Regions from separate parts of the Mus musculus genome. Here region 2 is linked to region 1. A link is a contact called in public Hi-C data. All regions are on one chromosome and are shown on one strand. Each heading gives the region's core, a stretch centred on a gene start, on an enhancer-like site or on the middle of the called end of the contact. The rest is flanking DNA. Distances are from core to core; before and after follow the strand shown. Region 1 has its middle 28 kb from the start of D16Ertd519e. Region 2 has its middle 87 kb from the start of Gm29823.

Region 1 (3,212 bases), core at 583-3,082:
CATGCTCTGTCTGACCTAGAAAAACACCAGAGAAGAGAGTGTTACTATTGAAGTCCAGCATTTTCCAGACATAACATTTCAATTATTCACTAAGGTGTATGATTTTCCTGGTAGACAGCTTTATTCCAGAAAATATAGACAACATTCATCGCTCCTGGCCTTTCAGGGAGGAGACTAGTAGCTAATAATAGAGGGCTGGAGTGAACACTCAAAGTCCATTTTTTTTTTAAGCTGAATCATTTCTAACTAAGATAAACAGCTTGTAAAGTGGGCATTTGTGTTCATGAAGAGGCTGCTCTCTAATTGTAATATAACACACTAGGTAAATAAGCAAGAGGTGTTTCAAAGAATCCAAACAGCTCATAGTCACCCCCTGCTGGGTACACTTCTAACAACTTGGCATTAGCACACACCTTCCTCTGAATGGAAGAGAACAAAGAGAAAGAACAAACGAGATATAAAACAAAAAACAAAAATGCCCTAGGGTTGTTCTGAACTCCAGCGGCTCAGCATAGGTGAAGGGAGGCTTCATCAGCACAGTGGGAAGTTTGCAGGCACACAGGTCTATGCCCTAGAAAATGCCTCTGAAGTCTATTGCTAATCAGACTAAACAAAGCATTTTAAAGAGCAGATGAAGTTTAAGAAAAAAAAAAAGTGGCATGTTCTGTGTGAAGAATATTACGTCACCTCACCTGCTCTTGAATCGGTATGCTGGCACCATGTAACTGTCTGGAGATTTCTCTCCCGGCAAAGAAAGACTGGAATTATTTATGTTTTCATTGTGTCACATTACACGAAGCTACAACGCATAATAATTGGAAAAAAGAAGCCTCAGGTGACACAGATGGTAGTACCAATTGTTTAAGGGGGGAAAAAAATCCCGATCACAAGCTTTGCATTAAAACTACTCTGACAAATGAAATCATCATAGAGGGGAAAAACAGAACTGAGATTGAATAACAATTCCGGGTTCCTGTCACCTTCCTCCATATCGAGATTCATCTCTGCCATTAAAGTCGCTTCAGAGTAAAATAAGGACAGTGTTTCCTGTTTCACAGGATAGAGATTAAACACTGCAAGAGAAGAAAGGAGAAGCCCCTGAACATTTCGGAGGGATCTAATTTGGAAAATGAAGATACACGTGTTTGCTGCCTCTAAGTACCCTTCTGTACCCGTCATACATGACCTGTCTCTGTGTTCTATCTCTCTGCTGTGTGGGAATAGCAGCCACAAGTTAATAGAGGATCAGAAGAAAGAGGGTGGTTACTTTAAAGGTTTTTTTTTTTTCCATTTTCTCAAGGCCACCATGGAGGTGTCAGCTTATATAAAAATAGCAGATACATAGAGCATTTAAACAACCTTTTCTGAAATGTTTATGGCTCTGATCTCATGTTGAGGGTGTCATTTGTATAACCTTAATATTTAAGATGTCGCTGCTGCTCTTTCCTTCTTGCCCTTTATATTGAACAATGACACAGTTGACAAGGGGAGCATCAAATACAGCTGCCAAGTGTGACGCGTAACCCAGAGGCTTTGCAAACTCAGGGTCCGTGGGATGCTCACCCTGCTGCTCGGAGCTGCAGACATCCTGGGCAGTACCAGTCCCTGGGCTTGGCAATGTCCTTCCACACCTAAAGCAGCCTCTATTATATGATTTTTTTTTCCCTGTCTCTTGGCTTCCAGAGAGCTAAGCCAAAGATTTCTCTTTGTGAGTCTTTTGAGGTTTTGTTGCCTGCCGCTCCCAGTCTGCCCCGTCTCTCATTCTATCATAAGCTGCCTGGCCCTCTTCCTGTCTTCTCTCCTCTGTGCGTGACTTGCCTTAAGAGATTCACTTACAGTTGCAAGCTTCCTCTGCTGGTTGGCAGGCTGAGCCGTAGGATTTCATTTTTAGTGAGTGTTATGGTTCTTGATGTCCCCTTTGATATAAATAGAGCTCTGAAAATTTTCAGCCAAAAAAAGGGGGGGAGGGGAGGGGGAGGAAAGCATTCCATATAAAGCCTGTGAGGACCAGGAGAAAGCTCAAAGGAGATGAATGAACTAATCCTGCCAAAGGAAGTCTTCCCCAAGTGGACCCGGAGTGAAAAGTTGGCATCAGTGACCTGCTCTATTGCCTCATTTTTCATGACTTTGAAGGGAGGTCCTGGGAAAGGGGACCACATTTAATCACCTTTCAAATCTTTACAAACTATTTTAGGGCATGAAGAAGGGCTCAGTGAGTAAGCACATTTGCTCCATTAGGCCTGATGTCCTGAGTCTGATCCCTTGATACTCACGGTGGAAAGAGAGAATCAATTTCCAAAATAATGTTCTCTGTCCTTCATGGGTATGTCATGGCATAGACGCCTGTCCCCGTGCGCACGCCCGCGCGCGCACACACACACACACACACACTTTAAAAAAATAAAATTACAGAGTCTCTTTTGTCAGTTATTACTATTATCAATTAGTTTTTAAAAAGCACACAAGCGCTTGCGCTCTTATCTATCTATCTATCTATCTATCTATCTATCTATCTATCTATATCATGTGTTGGGTTGTTCACAACCAACTTTAGTTTCAGTTCCAGGGGTCTCTTAATCAGGGCTATATAAGCATATGCACTTGTGTACATATATACAGACACAGACACATTGCGTGCAAACACACACACATAAACATAATTAAAAATAAATTAAAAATGTTTAAAAGTTAAAAGACGTACAACAGCAGTACATACAGTATTTTTTCTATTACTTAATTTTATGTCTATTTTACATAGGCAACTTTTACTCCCACTTCTTCAGGGATCGCCCATAAGAGTGTAAGTGTCCATTGCAGTACGCAGTAGGGAATATTTCATTTCTGCTCCAGAAAGAGCCATCCATCAATAACTTCTGGTGCTCATCCAGGTCTCATATCCCACGTTACTGTGTATGCAGAATGTCTTCTGAAAGTTGTAAAGATCTCTATAATCTTTTGAGCTAGAACAGCTTCCCCGGAGGCCGAATTTATATTCTAACAGCATATTCTCCATTTTTTTTCATCTCCCCAAGACACCCTCAGGAAAAGATTACCTTTCAGACTCACCTATAATCTATTCATACCTTAGCACTATTAGGAGTGAGAAATGTCTCTAACCCATGTTATGTGTCACACATACAGCCAATCCACTAATACTTAGAGGTCCTAACTAATTCTGTTTATAGCCACTAATTTTGACCTACTAGTTACTG
Region 2 (3,599 bases), core at 990-3,489, 220 kb before region 1:
TGGAGAGAGATCTACAAATCCATAAAGAGAAACTTCTTTTTCCTCCCAAGAGTAGGTACAGGAGGTGCCAAGAAGGCTTTCGTAGCTTACATGCCTGAATGACTGCATATTGTGTGTTCAGCTTTAATCAGAAGATGTCTGTACAGCCCGAAGACCTAACCTTAGCCTCCAGCGTGCACTGCTTACTGTCCCTTATCCTGTAAAATCAGTGATGCTCTGGTGCACTTATGCACAACAGCTGACTTTACCGAATGAGTAACAATGGCACTTCCGGGCCAGAGCGTGCCCTTTATTTAAGGCTACATCAGAGTCACATTGCACTTTATTTCCTTGCTCTATAAGATTACAAACGTGGGATATGAGCTCCCTTGCCCACAATATATCAGCTCCATTTCAAAACATAAGGACAGAAATTGGCTCGAGGATAGAGGGGGTACAAGGAGCGTACATGGCTCTCAATAGCTCACGACCTGCTTCCTTTAGACACGGTACATGATTGCTACCTGGATCTCAGATAGAAAATGAGGTGAGAAGTATGTTCATCATACAAAATAGACATGACTATGAACTGAAAACAAAAGACAAGATGAGGAAGAGGAGAGGCAAAACTCAGCCACCAATGTAGTAATATTCTCCTCTTGGACACTTGTGTATGTCAAGATAGTCAGGACCAGCAAATGAATTCTTTTCTTCCTAGTGGTAGGGAGAGGATCCTTGCCTTTGGTTAAAGTCAATCTTAGCTTCCCTTTCTTTGCCAAGTACTCTTGTCACTTAACCTCACTCTTAGGAAAACCAACTTTCTACAGAAGCCATTTGCTTATGTGCTCTGTCTTGAGCTTAATTTTAATCACTGAGCATTATAGCTCTAAAAAGCAACAAAGTTCTGATTTAAATCTCTTAAACATATATATATATATATATATATATGCTATTCAAATTAAATTATTGTAAGAACAGTAACACTATATTAAAATATAATCACCTTACTCCTTTTGGCTTCATGACAACGTTCATAAAGTGCTTAATATTCATGTAACACACTGCCTCACCCTGTAATGTCACTATATTTATGGAAAGAAATTGTAATCCTCTTTACTGGCTCAGGTTAATTCCAATAAAATATTAAATCCATTTTCTAATCTAAATGAGTTCATTAGGAGAGGCATGGTACTGAGAATACCAAACTCTCTACAGAGTTCAGCTTCATTACATTCCTGCACTGTGCGTTTCCCGAGCTGTTGTACTACATTTATGAGGATTTATCTGTACTGTTCCAAAAACATTCATCCTAATTCTACTCCTTCTGTGCATGCTAATCATGAATATGTTAAGTGGAAATACTAAGCTTGTAGCCAACCTCGTCCCCAGATGGGTTCAAGTTATGATTACAGAAGCAAATTTGCCATAAGCACTCTTACAGCATTGCCAGCAAGCCAGAAACGGAGGTTTGGGGGAGAGAGAGAGAGAGAGAGAGAGAGAGAGAGAGAGAGAGAGAGAGAGAGAGAGAGAGAGAGAGGATGGTTTGAGACAATAGGAATGTCATGAATGTTAGAAAGAAAGAAGGGAGCTGGTAAGTGTTAGAGTTTGCTCTGTATCAGAGAGAGTTTCAGGAATGTTGAAGTACATCTCTCTGAAGAATAGTAAAATAAACACAGAGATTAAATCATTAGTATTAAATGTTTACAGTTTCTGAAAGTCCATAATCCTTGGGAAAACCACTTGGGATTTAGGTCATTGCATCTAGCAAAACTTTGCCCCATTTGTTCTTTCATTTGAGAACAACAATGGATCTTTTAGGAGGGCAGACAAGAGTATTCTGGGATGTTACATGATGACTAGCCAGTCACAACTGTTGCCCAGTGGAGTTTTAGACCTGTTGTCACACCGTAAGATTTCTGTTATCTTTCAGGTTAAAGAAAAAAAAAAGACAAATGATCTATTTTATATTTTACATAGAATGAACTCCATCAAGAGTCATTCAGTCAGTCTCTTTTTGTTAGGGTCCTCAGTGAACTCTGAGTAAAGACACTTTAATCTACACTTTAGATATTTAGTGTAAAAATGATTCCTCAGTCAAGTGAGGAATTTCCTATTTTTAGCAACAGGAAGAAACAGGGGTGGGAACAAGAGAAAGCTATTCTTAGTGCTGATTATTTTTAGTTAAATACAGTTTCTTCTTCATCTATATAAAATCTGTAATAAATCGTCAGCGACCACTGGTTGTCACTGTTGTGCCACAAAACAGCATGAGCAGTTCCATTCTTTCAAAAACCTGCCTTCTGAGATGTGAGTTTAGAATTATATACACTTTACTCTCTGAATTATCATTAAAACAGAGCATGGAAGCTTATGCCAGGATCCCATTATTTCACATGATTATTAGGCCATTTATGTGGGAGTCTGCCTCAAAATCAGTGCCATATAATAGAGTGGAGAAGTAGAATAAAGACTGCATTATAAACTGCAACAAAACCCTGTGTCTTTAAAAGGCCGTGTGAGAAATATTTGTTTGTTAGAGCACACATTTTTTTAAACTGGTGCTTAAATATTATTATATGTGTATGCAATAGGTGCATTTGATCACTTCAAAGTTTAGAAATATTATTCAATTGAAGTGTTTCTAATGATTGAGCCCATGCCATTTATAAGCAGCAGATGAGTAGACAGCCCTGACATAATCTTCCTTTTTCCCCAAATCTGATTAAAACTAGCAAGACAAGAAATCAATGGGCTCCGGAATATAAATTCCCCAAATATTCTGTTGTGTTTGAAATTAATTAAGGACGGTGATGCAGGAACCTCAGATCAATAAACATCAATGATGTTAGTGTTAAAGGTGGGAAGAGCTGGCATGGAATCAGACTGATATGTGGAGGTATAAGATGATTATCTACTCAATGAAATTAAAGGTTAAAATTAGGCAAACTATGCTTTAGGAAAATGTAGACGGAGGCCTAGAGAGTCCAAAAAACAATGGCTGCACTCCCTAACACAATCTTTTAAACTTTCATATTAGTGACATTACTTCATGTGTCTTTTCGATAAACTACAATAATTTTGAAATTGTCAATATTGAGGTTTTGGTGTGGGAAGAGAGGCATAATGCTCTCGAGTGATTGAATTTGGAGTTGGAGAAAGCAGAAGCTCAACACATTCACAGAGGAGCTGAGAGCATCAGTTCTACCATTTTCCCATATCATTGCAAGTGTGGCCCTAACCATCATCTGATCGTATCGAACTAGAACTAGAGTGTCTTAAGGTCATTCTTAATCTGCTTTTCACTTTTATTTCTGCATTCGCTCTCCTTTTTTTTTCATTTTCTTTTATTTCTATCTTCCTTTTTAAAATCCTGTTTAAACCTCAGCCACAGTTATAATCTGTAAGCCATAAATCAAAATGGAAAAGGAAAGACAATCAGTGTAGGCTATCCAGTTAAGTAATGATTATTTGTCACACTTATTTTTGAAATTTTTACTACTACAAAATAGGCGATGTTATAAAGAGACCATTTCGATCTTACATCCTCTGTGTGTACACATATTCATTAAGGTATAAGGTCTGATTATTTGTATTGGGAGGGTGGATTCGCGATTTCTCTG

What was found. Hi-C and Micro-C count contacts between places; a contact is called where the count stands out from the background.
Region 2: a contact with region 1 is called in a Hi-C map of cortical neurons, with 2.8 times the contacts expected there. The contact joins two enhancer-like sites. A contact is called at or near these places in 3 of 484 Hi-C or Micro-C datasets (cerebral cortex, cortical neurons and cumulus cells).

What each region holds. Positions count from the first base shown.
Region 1 is chr16:70,642,426-70,645,637 of GRCm38.p6, reverse strand. No RefSeq gene overlaps it. Among named protein-coding and RNA genes, the nearest start is that of D16Ertd519e, 28 kb to the right of the region's middle. Within about 2 kb of position 1,832, at least 8 of the 459 cell types and tissues checked have an H3K27ac peak or open chromatin away from gene starts, as enhancers often do. A contact at or near this core is called in cortical neurons, where this site is marked.
Region 2 is chr16:70,867,086-70,870,684 of GRCm38.p6, reverse strand. No RefSeq gene overlaps it. Among named protein-coding and RNA genes, the nearest start is that of Gm29823, 87 kb to the left of the region's middle. Within about 2 kb of position 2,239, at least 4 of the 459 cell types and tissues checked have an H3K27ac peak or open chromatin away from gene starts, as enhancers often do. A contact at or near this core is called in cortical neurons, where this site is marked.